2 separate regions of the Mus musculus genome follow, and region 2 is linked to region 1. The links are chromatin contacts, called in public HiChIP or PLAC-seq maps. All regions are on one chromosome and are shown on one strand. The core of a region is the stretch at or near the end of the contact, and the rest is flanking DNA. Distances in the headings are between cores, read along the strand shown.

Region 1 (5,943 bases), core at 1,675-4,174:
TTGTAGAGCTGTCTTTCCTCAGCAGCTGGATGGCTGAGGTGAGGTAGTAGTGCAGATACTTGAAGTGGAATGACTGACTGTACTGCCCAGGAGATCCCGCAGCCCTGGCCATGGCCTTGGCCAAGTCAGAGCTCACATTGAGATTCAGGGTGAAAACCACAATGGCCACAGCATGCACCGGGGTCATGCTCTCCGGGAGGGCCTTTGCCTGGTTCAGCCAGGTTAGGTGGGCTTTTTGCCATGCTCTGGAGTAATACTTATGAGTATCTACTTCCTTTATGAAATAGTCTCCTTGATTTAGCTCCTCCACCATCTGTTCGCTACAGCCTTGGTATTGATCATCAAAGGAATCAGGTGTCAAGTCCACGTCGACCTTAAGAGGAGCCTATGAGGAAAAGAAACCTCGATTTACATTATTCAGATCAGATGGAAACAAGGTTGCAGATTTTTGTGCCCAACAGAGCTGGCTGAAGTATTTTACACGGAATGCTCAAGCTGTGCCCACTATAATGACTCCATGCTATTCCTACCTGGTCTGGGGTTGTTATTATTCATAAATGGCACAGAAAACTCCAAGGCTCATCTCCCCAGGGAGGAAGTGTTCTTTACCTTAGAACTCATGGTGTTTCCATATTTGAGTCTGTTGACAATAAAGCACTAACCTTCTGGTTTATCTACTTTCCACTTCTTCAGTTTCTTCCTCCTCCTATTCTCTCATGCATGTCATAAAGCATGCTCAGAGCTGGGGGGGGGGGTGGCTTATGCTTATCGTCCTTAGAAGGCCGAAATACAAGAGGTGCTGTGAGTCTGAGAAGGCTTGTGAGTTCAAGGCTGGCCTGCATTGCAATGGGGGGCTCTGTCTCAGCCTAACCAAACTAAAACTAAAGCAAGCTTATATTCATACATATAATTTTAACTGTACATTTTGCTATGTGTGTGCATGCACAGAGAAGCCAGAGGTCAATGACATAGGTCTTGCTCCATTACTCTCCACTTTATTTTTTGAGACAAGGTCATGCCCTAAGCCAAGAGCTTTGCAGTTTAGCTGAGTGGTTGGCTAGTGATCTCTGGAGCAACAGGGATCGGCCCGTCTCTGCAACTTTTTCTCACTGCCCAAGCTAGGCTTCCAGATGTGCATTCCTCCACTCCTGGGTTTTATGTGCATTCTGGGGACCCGAACTCAGGTCCTCACCCTTGTGCATCAAGCCCCGTTAACCACCAAGCCATCTTTCCAGCCACCCTATCGTACATCTAGCGTTAGGTTTTCCAAGAGAGACTTCTGTAAATAAAAACCTTCTTGCTGACTTAGATTCTAGGACAAAAAGGAGGGGAAAAAACCTAAAGCAAACAAGGAAGCTGAAGTGTCACCTTCTTCCTCAATTAGCCCCCGGGTGCACACACACCTCTGGATCTGGTGGAAAGTTGGACTAAGAGTAAATTCCAGAGCCTGTCAGACTTGTCTCTCCAGCTACTGGCAGTGCAGGACTGAGACCTCTCAGGTAACAGCTTGTCTTGGGGGAGAAGCACTTATGCCACAGACATAAGACTAGCCAGGCTCCAGGGTGGAGAGCAGGGCAGAACCCGTGCATGCAGCTGCGCTTCCAAAGCTCGAGAAACAGCGTTTCAGGGGAGCAGTGGGGCCGTGCCTGGGAGCACCTCCTCTTGGTGAGCGAGGGGCTGGAAAGTACACCCCTCTTGGAGGTGGGGAAACAGTTGAATGTTGTCTAGAGGGTGCCGAAAGGAGGCTCCCTGGCTTCGGTCAGCTCGTTAGTGAGAACTGTATCAGCATCACCTACACTCAACCATTTCTGGGCAAAACAACGATGCTTTTCTCATGAGCAGCACTCACCAAAAGGCAAGATTCTGCCCAAGGCCAGCGTTGTTGGGGGCGGAGCTAGAGAACACACGGTTTGGTATTTTAACCGTGTGATTTATGATGTCATGCTGTCTAGTTACATACAATCTAGAGTCAATTTTACAGACTGATTGGATGATGTGAACCAGTGCACCAGATTTTAAAACAAGCTTCCATTAATCCAAGCCAAGAATCACATTCTGTCAAATATCAAAATGAACTCTGACACATTTTTAACATGTCTCCAGATCTCAAATGTTTCCTGTGTCACCCATTATCATTAGCTTATTTTTAGTTTATAGATATTTAAAATTAGGATACTCCAAATGTGTGCTATCTGTATAAAGCGGTTTTGAGTTAAACAGGTTAGTCTACATTATTGCCCCGGTGGAATCATTGCTTTAATACTTAAAAGAATCGGGAAAATAACTCAATGGCACTCACATCAATTATGCCAGATTTATGACTTAAAAATTTTTAATTTTTATAGCAATTTTCCCTGTCACTCTTTACTAACATTGTTTATTCTTAGATTGCCAGTGGCTAAGTTCTTAGCAATTAGGTGGCCCCCAGGTGAATAGCCTGTTGGTGCATCGTTGATCATGAGAGACCAACTTTTCGATAGCCCCTACCTCAGTGCTCCCCGCGGGTGTCTGCTGGACCCAGAGCAGTAGCAGCAGGGTGAGCTGCCCTCCTGGAAGCCACAGCGCCATCCTCCTGTCTGTAGCACTTGGTAGACACGTTCTCTTAGATCTACTGGTCAGTGGGCAGCTTGGTGGTTTGTGTCAGCAACACTTCTTTATTCTGAAAGCCTCGTCCCAGAATACGCTCTAGAGTCCTCCTTTGGCATTTTCTTTTCCGGCTGTGTCTGAGGTTCTGCTCCTGCCGCAACTGTGACTTCTGTTGAATATCAACAACCTCAACAACCGACAGTTTCCTCCAAGGTAGAAGTCTAGCGCCTTTGCAGTGTTGAAGTCTCCGCGAAAGGGCCAGATGTGCGCGGCACAGAATGGTTTTCAGTGTAAAGAAGGCAAAAACCGTCTCTCTGTCTAGTCGGCATGCAGGGGAATGCCAAGGGTCTGTTCAGGGTCAGGCTGTGCAGTTCAGCCTTGCCTTTCCCAGATCGACAAGAAAAGGCATGCTCCAGGAGTACTCGGGCCAAGTCCCATTATCTGCAGCCCCAGGCTTTCCCTGTGAGCCACTGCAGTGGCACATGAAGCGCAGCTGGGGAGATGCGATCTTAAGGTGGACCTGTGTCAGGCTCATCTGGCAGTGCTGATAGCCCTGCCCTGGAATGATTGCCCTCCAGCAGCACAGGCTTTTAATGTTGTGTGTTCTTTGCTGCCTCTCCACGGTGTGTTTGAAACATCCCCGTTCAGAGACGGGGGCTGTTGGAGTCACAGCTTTGAATGTTTATTTCTTTTGAGAGCTTCAGGTTTTCTATCTATTGTAATCTGCAATGAGGCCCGCAGGCAGGAGTTAAGTCCGACTTTCCACTGTTAACCACATTTCCTGCTCAAGTCTGGCTGTCCTTCCACTACTCCCGACCTTTCAGAGTCTGCTGGCTCGCAGACGTTGTTTATGTTCCCTGCCTCTTATCTAACTGTGACAAGAACCAAATTCCGTTCTTGGGAATTGTGGTCCTGCTTTCTTTTTACCACGTTAAATATTGGTCTGTCTGAAGTTTCCCAAGTCATAGAAGCATAAAAGAAGGAACGCTAATTATTCAAAATGATTGCTTGGAGAAAGCCACTATTTTGATTTACATTTTGGCTTTATACCCACAACACACACACACACACACACACACACACACACACACACACACAGAGCAGAAGTGAAATCACAAGACTTTGTATACTGTTTGTTTCCCATTAATGTTTTATTTATTTATTTGTTTGTTTCTCACAAGTGTGTGTGTGTGTGTGTGTGCTTGTGTGTGTGTTCAACTTGAGTGTCTTCCTACCCCTCACTCTCCACCTTAGTTTTTGATCCGGGCTTTCAGTGAACCTGGAGCTCACAGATTTGGTAGTGGATTGAGAAGCCCCGTGTCTGCGTCCCCATACTAGGACTGCAGGCGCGTGCTGCGTTTGTTCTGTTGTTGCTCTGCCTGATGAGTTCCTGTGAGCTGCATGGCCAGTGCCTTCCCAGCAGAGCCGTCTTTCCAGCCCTAATGATTAATTTTTCAAGGGTTTTTTTCAAGATAGTGTCTCATATATCCGAGGCTGGTTTTGAACTCAATATGGAACTGAGGCTGACACTCAATCTTTGATCCTCTGTCTCTATCTCCTGGGTACTGGAATAGCAGGGGTAAGCCATCATAACCTGTTTCTATGGTACTGGGGGGTCAGACTGCCAGGCCTTTATGCTAGACAAGCACTCGACCAATGCAGCTGCATCAGCAGCCAGCACTGTAACATTTACTATTAATGTGTGTGTGTGTGTGTGTGTGTGTGTGTGTGTGTGTGTGTGTGTGTGTAGCTCGAACTTGCCTTGAATTCTTGATTCTCTGTCCCTGTCTCAGGAGTGCTGGGATTACAGATGTGCTCAAGAGCTCCAAACTTAAGATAAAGCCATGTTTACTGTTTCCCACTAATACCTAATACTTGACAAAATTGACTAGCTGCTCAGGATCAGAATAGGTGCATAGGTGGAGACATCGGAACTAGCGAGGATTAGGCAAGGGCAAGCATAGAGAATGTACCGCGAGGAGGTGAAACTCAGCCAGTTTCTTAATGGACTTTAAAAATGGCTTTTAAATAAGATTTTACTCTGTGGTTCATTTTTCTCTTTCTTCCCTTCTTTTCTTCTTCCTCCCTCCCCCCTTCTTTGTGACCGAGTCTAACTCTGTAGCCTTGGCTAGCCTGGAACAGTTTGTGTAGACTGGCCTCAGTGTTACAGAGATATGCTGCCCCTGCTCCCTGAGTGCTCTGATTAAAGGTGTTTGTCGCCACAGCCAGCGGCTCTGTAAGTCTTAAACTTACCTTTAACCTAACAGCAATTTGAACTGGCCATGGATTTGACCCGGCACAGTGAAGCCTGTGTGCTCTGCCACACACAGTTCTTTCCTGTAGCTGTGTCTCATGAACCATGACACAGTATGACAGCCAGGAGACAGATTCTGGTGGAATGGAACGTGTGCACGTCTGTCGCCTTTCATCACTTGCAGAGCCTTTAGGAGACGCACTCGGCCACTATAAAGATGTAAATCCAGGGGCTGGAGAGATGGCTCAGTGGGTAAGACGGTTTGCCACCCTCACAGAGGAGCTGGGTTTGACTCCCAGCACCCACACGGCAGCTCACAGTGAACTGTAACTCCAGCTACAGGGGGTCTTATATCCTCATCCAGTCTCCACAGACAAAAGGTACACATGTGCTGCGTAGACTTGCAAGCAGGCAGAACACCCTCTCTCTCACACACAAATAAATAGACAAATAAATAAAATATAAGAAAAATGGAAAACTACATATCACTACATAAACCTAATCGTGACCTTGTGACCTCTAGGAGTCATGGCTTCTCTCTCCTCCCTGCCACCCCTAATCTCTAGAAATAACTGTTTTCCCATTGCCCCTGCAGATTTGTCACTTGAAGGATATTGGATAAACAAAGCACACAGGGTGTTGATGTTTTTTAACCTTTCCCCACTCAGCGTAATGCCCTTGAGGCCGACATGCAGGACTTAGGTTTTGCGGTTGTATAATAGTCTTTCATTAGGTGCTCCTGCTAAGGGACCACTGAGTGCCTTCCCTTTAATGTTCCGTTTTGGACTATCGTTGCTAACTCTCGGACATGCTTGCAGCACGAGCCTGAGTGTGTTTTCTGTATGCTTGAAGACATAATCGAGAGAACTGACCGCTGAGATATGAATGTGTATATTTAGGTTTAATGGCAGCCACCAGCGATGTTTGAAATGGCCTCTTAAGATGTTTGAAATTCTTAGATTCCCCATTACCAGCTGCTCCTGGGTATTGGAGGCATGGCAAGAACTGGAGTTAGAATCTGAGCGTTACCACCGTGCTCCTCACTCATTCACACACTGGCTAAGCTAGCTTTAAGGTGAGACATCTTGCTGGGCCTCACAGAC
Region 2 (5,715 bases), core at 1,171-3,670, 550 kb after region 1:
TAGCACAGGAAGTTGTCTATAGGTCCAGTAAGTAACCCATTGTGTTTGATTATGAATCGGAGGGAAGGAGTCCTGAGGCTCTAAATACAAAGAAATAATGACACGGTCTGTCAATAAGCCCACTTGATCGTTTCAAACTGAATGCACCTTACAGTTTGCCTAACACTGCGCCCAGTAAGAACGTGCAATTTCAGTGGTCACTCATGGAAAAATCTGCCATATGTTAAGGGCACACTTCATTTTTGATACCTAAAGGGAGTCGGGGGAAGGGTGAGCTGTGTGGTCGGCTTCTAGGGCGTCATTAGTGTAAGTGTAGCCACTCATAAGCAATGCATGCTGCAGACTGATTCTGAATCCAGCCTGTCACAAACTAAATGAAACAGAAGCTAGGCACATCTCATCAATACCAAGGCTCACAGCAGAGATGTCAGCGTGTGTGTTTTGGAAGCCACTGTCACTGTTCAGACGTGTACTAACTCCTCACAAGTGCTTGACCCTGTCCAAGAGAGTTTCAAACCATTTGTTACTCCCTGTGCTGGTACCTGTAGCGGGGAGTGCAGAGGATCACACAGGCCCATCTCCAGAAGCATACGCTCTCTGCAGTCACAATGCTCTCAGCAGGGCATTTTGAGAAATGCTTAGGAAATTGCAAACAATGGACCAGGGAGAGGGCTCCGCAGACAAGTGCTCACTGCCAGCCTGACACAGAATCTGATCCTTGGGACTCACATCAGGGAAGGAGAGACCGGACTCCTGAGAATTCTCCTCTGACGTCCACATACAGGCTGTTGAATCATAGTTTCCTCATCTCCCCCGACAAATAACGAAATGCAGAAACTATTCTTTAAAAGAAAAGAGGATCCCAACAGAAGAAAACAACATTTTCTTCATTCTATCCAATACATATTTCCCTCTGCGTCTACCGAGTGTGAAGATGGCCTCAGATCCTTAGCTCAGTGGCAAAAGCTAAATTCATACTGAGACGCTGCTGTTACAAGCAGAAATAAAGTGTTGGATACTTTTGATGTTGTACCTTAATTGCATGCAAAAAGAAATCATTCTTTATGACAACCTTTAAAAAATTAATTTGCCAAATTCCTTGAAAACCGTTTAATATTATGAAATAGAAAAGCATGTACGATTTCTACTGGAGATGAGCTTACTCTGGTGTCACATTAGAATGCAATGAGGGAGCCAAGCAGACAGTTCGGTGCTTGCTGCCAGCATGATGACCTGAGTTACATCCTTGAGACACACATGATGGAAAGAAAGAACCAATTCCCAAAAGTTGACCACCACACAAGTGCCATGGCACATGGTAGACGCACACATACACACACACATGCATACACAAAAACACATATACACACATACAGTACACATGCATACACACATTCACAACAAACACACACACATACATGTATGCATATACTTACACACAATACACATACATACACATATGCACAACACACACATACATGCATGTATGTATATACTTATACACAATACACATGCATACACACATGCACAACAAAAATACACATATACACACATGTATGCACATACTTATATAGAATACACATGCACAGCAAGCACACACATGTATACATGCATACATACACATACACACACATATACACATATACACATGCATATATACATACACATGCACACACATATATACACACATACATATATTCATGCACATATACATATACACATGCACACATATGTACACATGCACATACACACATACATACTTGTGCACATACATACACACACATACATGCACACACACAAATGTTAGGATTTAAAAGAAAACGTAGTTGGGCCAACAATGAAAGCAGGGGATTCTCTGTGAAAGGTTAGTTATCTGAAAAAGGAGAAGAGCACTGTGATTCGGTCAGATCCAATGAGAAGTAAGGGCGACTCTAAGGGCAGTGGCTCTAACGGAAATGGAGAGATTTGAACAGGATTTGGGAGGTATTTTGTAGATTGAGGCTCCAGAACTTTCTTTTTGGACAAATGTAGGTAGTGAAAGAAAGAGAAATAAGAGTAAGTCCTCAGCTTGGCTCATGAGCAACTCTGTTTTATGGTGTGTCGCTCAGGGAGACACAAACAAGCAGGATCTATGATCAATGGGTTAATGGGGAGGGGTGTTAAGAGCCCATGGTTCCTCTAACTTAAAAAAAAAAAGAAAACTACAGAAAACGACAGTGCAGGTGTCCAGCAAGGAGATGGTCAATCTGTGTCCAGAGATCACAGGGAACTTCTGGTCTGGGATGTCTGAATTAGAGCACCAAGTACCAATTAGAGACTAACATGAGAAGGCCTGGGTGTGGCCCACATTCCAACACCCAGAGACTGAACAGAGAGAAGAACAGAGAAGAAAGAGAGGGTGGCACAGAGCAGCCAATGAAGGAAGGGAAAACCCAACTCCACCCTTGTAAACCACCCTTGCGAAGTTCTGCTTTACCCAGACCACATATGGCAAAGAAGAGAAATTCCCAGCTTGCCTTCCAGAGAATCAGCACTTAGCAACATGTGGTTCCCCGGTAAGCTAGCTGGAGCCCAGTGGCGTGATTACCCTCACACACACCGAGCCTGGAGCTGGGGACAGAGGCCTACACCTTCTCATTGATTTTTCTAAAGCTATACATTTATGTCATCCGATAACGAAGGAGACTGACAGAAACTGGTTCACTGTGCAGCCAAGACTGTCCTCGAGCTGATCCTGTCTCCTACACATCTCAAGTAGGGAGTCTGCAGGAGGGAAGCCCCAAATGAGTGGGATGCAAGGGATCAAATCCACATAGCCACCAAGACTTCCATGAAAAAGATAAAGAGAGCAACTTAACCCAAGTTCCACTGACAATAGTGGGTCTCTGCTCCTTTTCTGAGTCAAAAAGAAAAAAAGAAACTGCATCTGCCAAGAGTCCGCTGGTTCTAAGTGTTGGGCTTACATTCTGGGCCCTCTGTTTGGATCCATTGGCTATGCTATTGACAGTTATACCATTTCTCTGTTGCTTTGGCTGCCATGGCTTTGTAGTATATTTTGAAATCAAAGAGCACAATGCTTCCAGCTTCTTTACTTTGTTGTTGTTGTTGTTGTTGTTGTTGTTGTTGTTGTTATCAACATTGCTTTGACTACCTGAGACGTTGTGAGCACATACAAGTTTTTTTATTTTTACCATTTACATATACATACATACATATATACATACATCATACATACATACATACATACATAGGCAGGCCTGAGATGTAGGCGCGTGCTTAACATATATATATACAAGGTCCCAAGTTCAACAATACCATCACCAACATAATGCAATAAAATAAATATATATGCTTATATGTACATACATGAGTTTACCCTACTCCCCTCTCACTGTGGATTGTTGTGACAATTTATATCATTTTTATAGTCCATATCTCTCCCTAAATTCTTATACCTATTCTTACCTTAATATAACTTACTTTTGGATAGTTTTGTTTTGAGACAGAATCTTAGGTAGCCTAAGCTGGTCTTGAAGTTGCTATGCAGCCATGACTGTCTTTGAGCTGACCCTATCTCCCACACATCTCAAGTAGGAGGATTGTAGGAGTAATACCCCAAATGTATGTGGTGCAAAGGATCAAAGCCAGGGCCCCAGGCACGTTAGGCAAGCACTTAACCAACCTAACTGTATTCCAGCCTGTTTTGACTTTTAATCTTCATATGCAAGACAGGTGATTTACACACCACTAACACATACTTGGAGCATCCTGAATTTAACTGTGTGCTTATTCTTACCAGTGAATTTGGGGTTTTCTTGTTTCTCTACCCATGGCCTGCACCTTCTATGTGTCTACTTCTCATGTTTTACTGACTTAAGGAATTTTACAGCAGACATGTTAAGAACCACACCCACCCACTCTGCGGCTTTCTCTTCCCGTTTTGGGAACTAGATCTTAGGACATCAGCTTGAGAATCTTAGTTTCAGTTATGAAAACTTTGATGTGAGTGAAAAATTCTGAAAGACATAGTTTGTTCTTGGACAGGAATTTTTAGAACATATTTGGTATGTTAATGAATATTCTCCCCAGCCCACATTGTAAATAAGTTTGTTTGTTTGTTTGTTTTATCTGTGTTTTGCCTACATGCATGTCAGCCCCACATGCATGCCTGATGCCTGCAGAGGATGAAAGTGTCAGATCCTTCAATACTAAAGTTGCAGGCAGTTGTGAGCCTCCATGAGAGTGTTGGGGTTAAACCTGAGTCCTCGGAAAAGCAACCGGTGCTCTTAACCACCAATCCATGTCTTCAACCTCTAATTTAAAATTTAATACGTTTGCAAGATGCTAAATGTTTGCTTTTTATATTCTTCAGTATTCTTTTTTAAATATTCAAATTCCCATTTAAATTCAGAAAAAGAGTCTTCCTAGGTCAACGAGATAAAGTCTAAAATAAACCCAAATCTGACAGATTCCTGTTGTTAAACTTTTCTTTTCCAAACTTTATGATCCACTTATAATGGCACATGTACCCTGACACACTTATCCTGACACACTGGTCCTGCCTGACACACTTATCCTGATACACTTATTCTGACACACTGGTCCTGACACACTTATCCTGATACACTGATCCTGACACACTGGTCCTGACACACTGGTCCTGACACACTGGTTATCACGACTCAGCGTGAGTAATTTTTCCCTCCTATATCAGCTGTCTCCCTCTCTCCCCTGCTTTGAGCGGCGTTTTCTCCTACAGACTTTGCTCGCATTATCCTGCTTCTATGGGAGGCCTCCATGGCTTATATGGGGTGTAACTTCAGTGTTTTCAATCCTTATTTTTAATGATGGTTCTTAAATGCTCTAACCTCCCTTTTATCCCACCACCCACCAGTGGTAGTGGGAAAGAAAGGATGCTGGGGAAATAGACCTGTTCTTTGGAGCAACAACTCTCGTCCGTGTTGTCTGGAAATCAGCAGTTCAGTTCACACATCAGCAATGGCAGCTCGATTCACTTGCAAACATTTCACGGATACACCAGCAGTCCAGTTCAGGAGAGTCGGGTTAGCAATAACAGTGACACTACCTAGCAGAGACAGCCAGGCCTCAGCCTCAGCTCAAGTCAAGCAGGGGCTATCAGGAGGAATGCCAGAAGAAGTTCTTAGCTGTGCCTCTCTCAGGGAAGTGAAGATCATCTAAGACACAAGGACCTACAAGCATTGCACAGCTAGCTCTATAAGCAAGCCTAGCTCAGCCTTCATAGCTATCCCTAGAGTCCTAGTTATAGTCTCCACACATCACGTGTCCTCCACGGATCTTGCCGCAGCACAGGCATCTGTGTCAGCTGACATCACTCTGCCCTGCCAATCATCCCGACTCCGAGGAAGCAGCCAGAAACTTCAGCATGCCACCAGATGTTTCTTGGTGCACTTCTCTCTATGGAGTCCTAGCAAATGCAGCTCAACTATACAATGCAAGGCGGTCCAATACATGCACGTTGTTAGCAAAGCATCTTTCATCACGTGTTTGCCTTAGCAGAACTTCCTTTTAGCTGTGTCTGCTTCAGCTCAAATCTCCTTCACAAATCTGCCTCAGTATTTCACTTGTAACCACTTCAGCTAACCATTCCTTCACATGTTTGCCCCAGCAAAACACCATCCAACCAACTTTCCAAAGAACCCTGAAGTTTCCACTTCATATGGAAATACTTTGTTG

Evidence for each region. HiChIP or PLAC-seq counts read pairs in DNA pulled down with a chosen protein or histone mark.
Region 2: a contact with region 1 is called in an H3K27ac HiChIP or PLAC-seq map of bone marrow-derived dendritic cells, with 7 times the contacts expected there. The contact joins the enhancer-like site here to the promoter of Art4 in region 1. A contact is called at or near these places in 3 of 39 promoter capture datasets (the 3T3-L1 cell line and hippocampal neurons), 4 of 484 Hi-C or Micro-C datasets (adipose-derived mesenchymal stem cells, cerebellum, cortical neurons and 1 more) and 1 of 115 datasets of contacts at active chromatin or transcription factors (bone marrow-derived dendritic cells).

What each region holds. Positions count from the first base shown.
Region 1 is chr6:136,854,676-136,860,618 of GRCm38.p6, forward strand. Art4 (ADP-ribosyltransferase 4) reads right to left here and starts at 2,925. Exons shown (of 3, transcript NM_026639.2): 1 at 2,488-2,925; 2 at 1-385. The coding sequence starts at 2,568.
Region 2 is chr6:137,401,976-137,407,690 of GRCm38.p6, forward strand. All of the region lies in intron 12 of Ptpro (protein tyrosine phosphatase, receptor type, O), which reads left to right. Among named protein-coding and RNA genes, the nearest start is that of Gm52924, 130 kb to the left of the region's middle. Within about 2 kb of position 2,421, at least 24 of the 459 cell types and tissues checked have an H3K27ac peak or open chromatin away from gene starts, as enhancers often do. A contact at or near this core is called in bone marrow-derived dendritic cells, where this site is marked.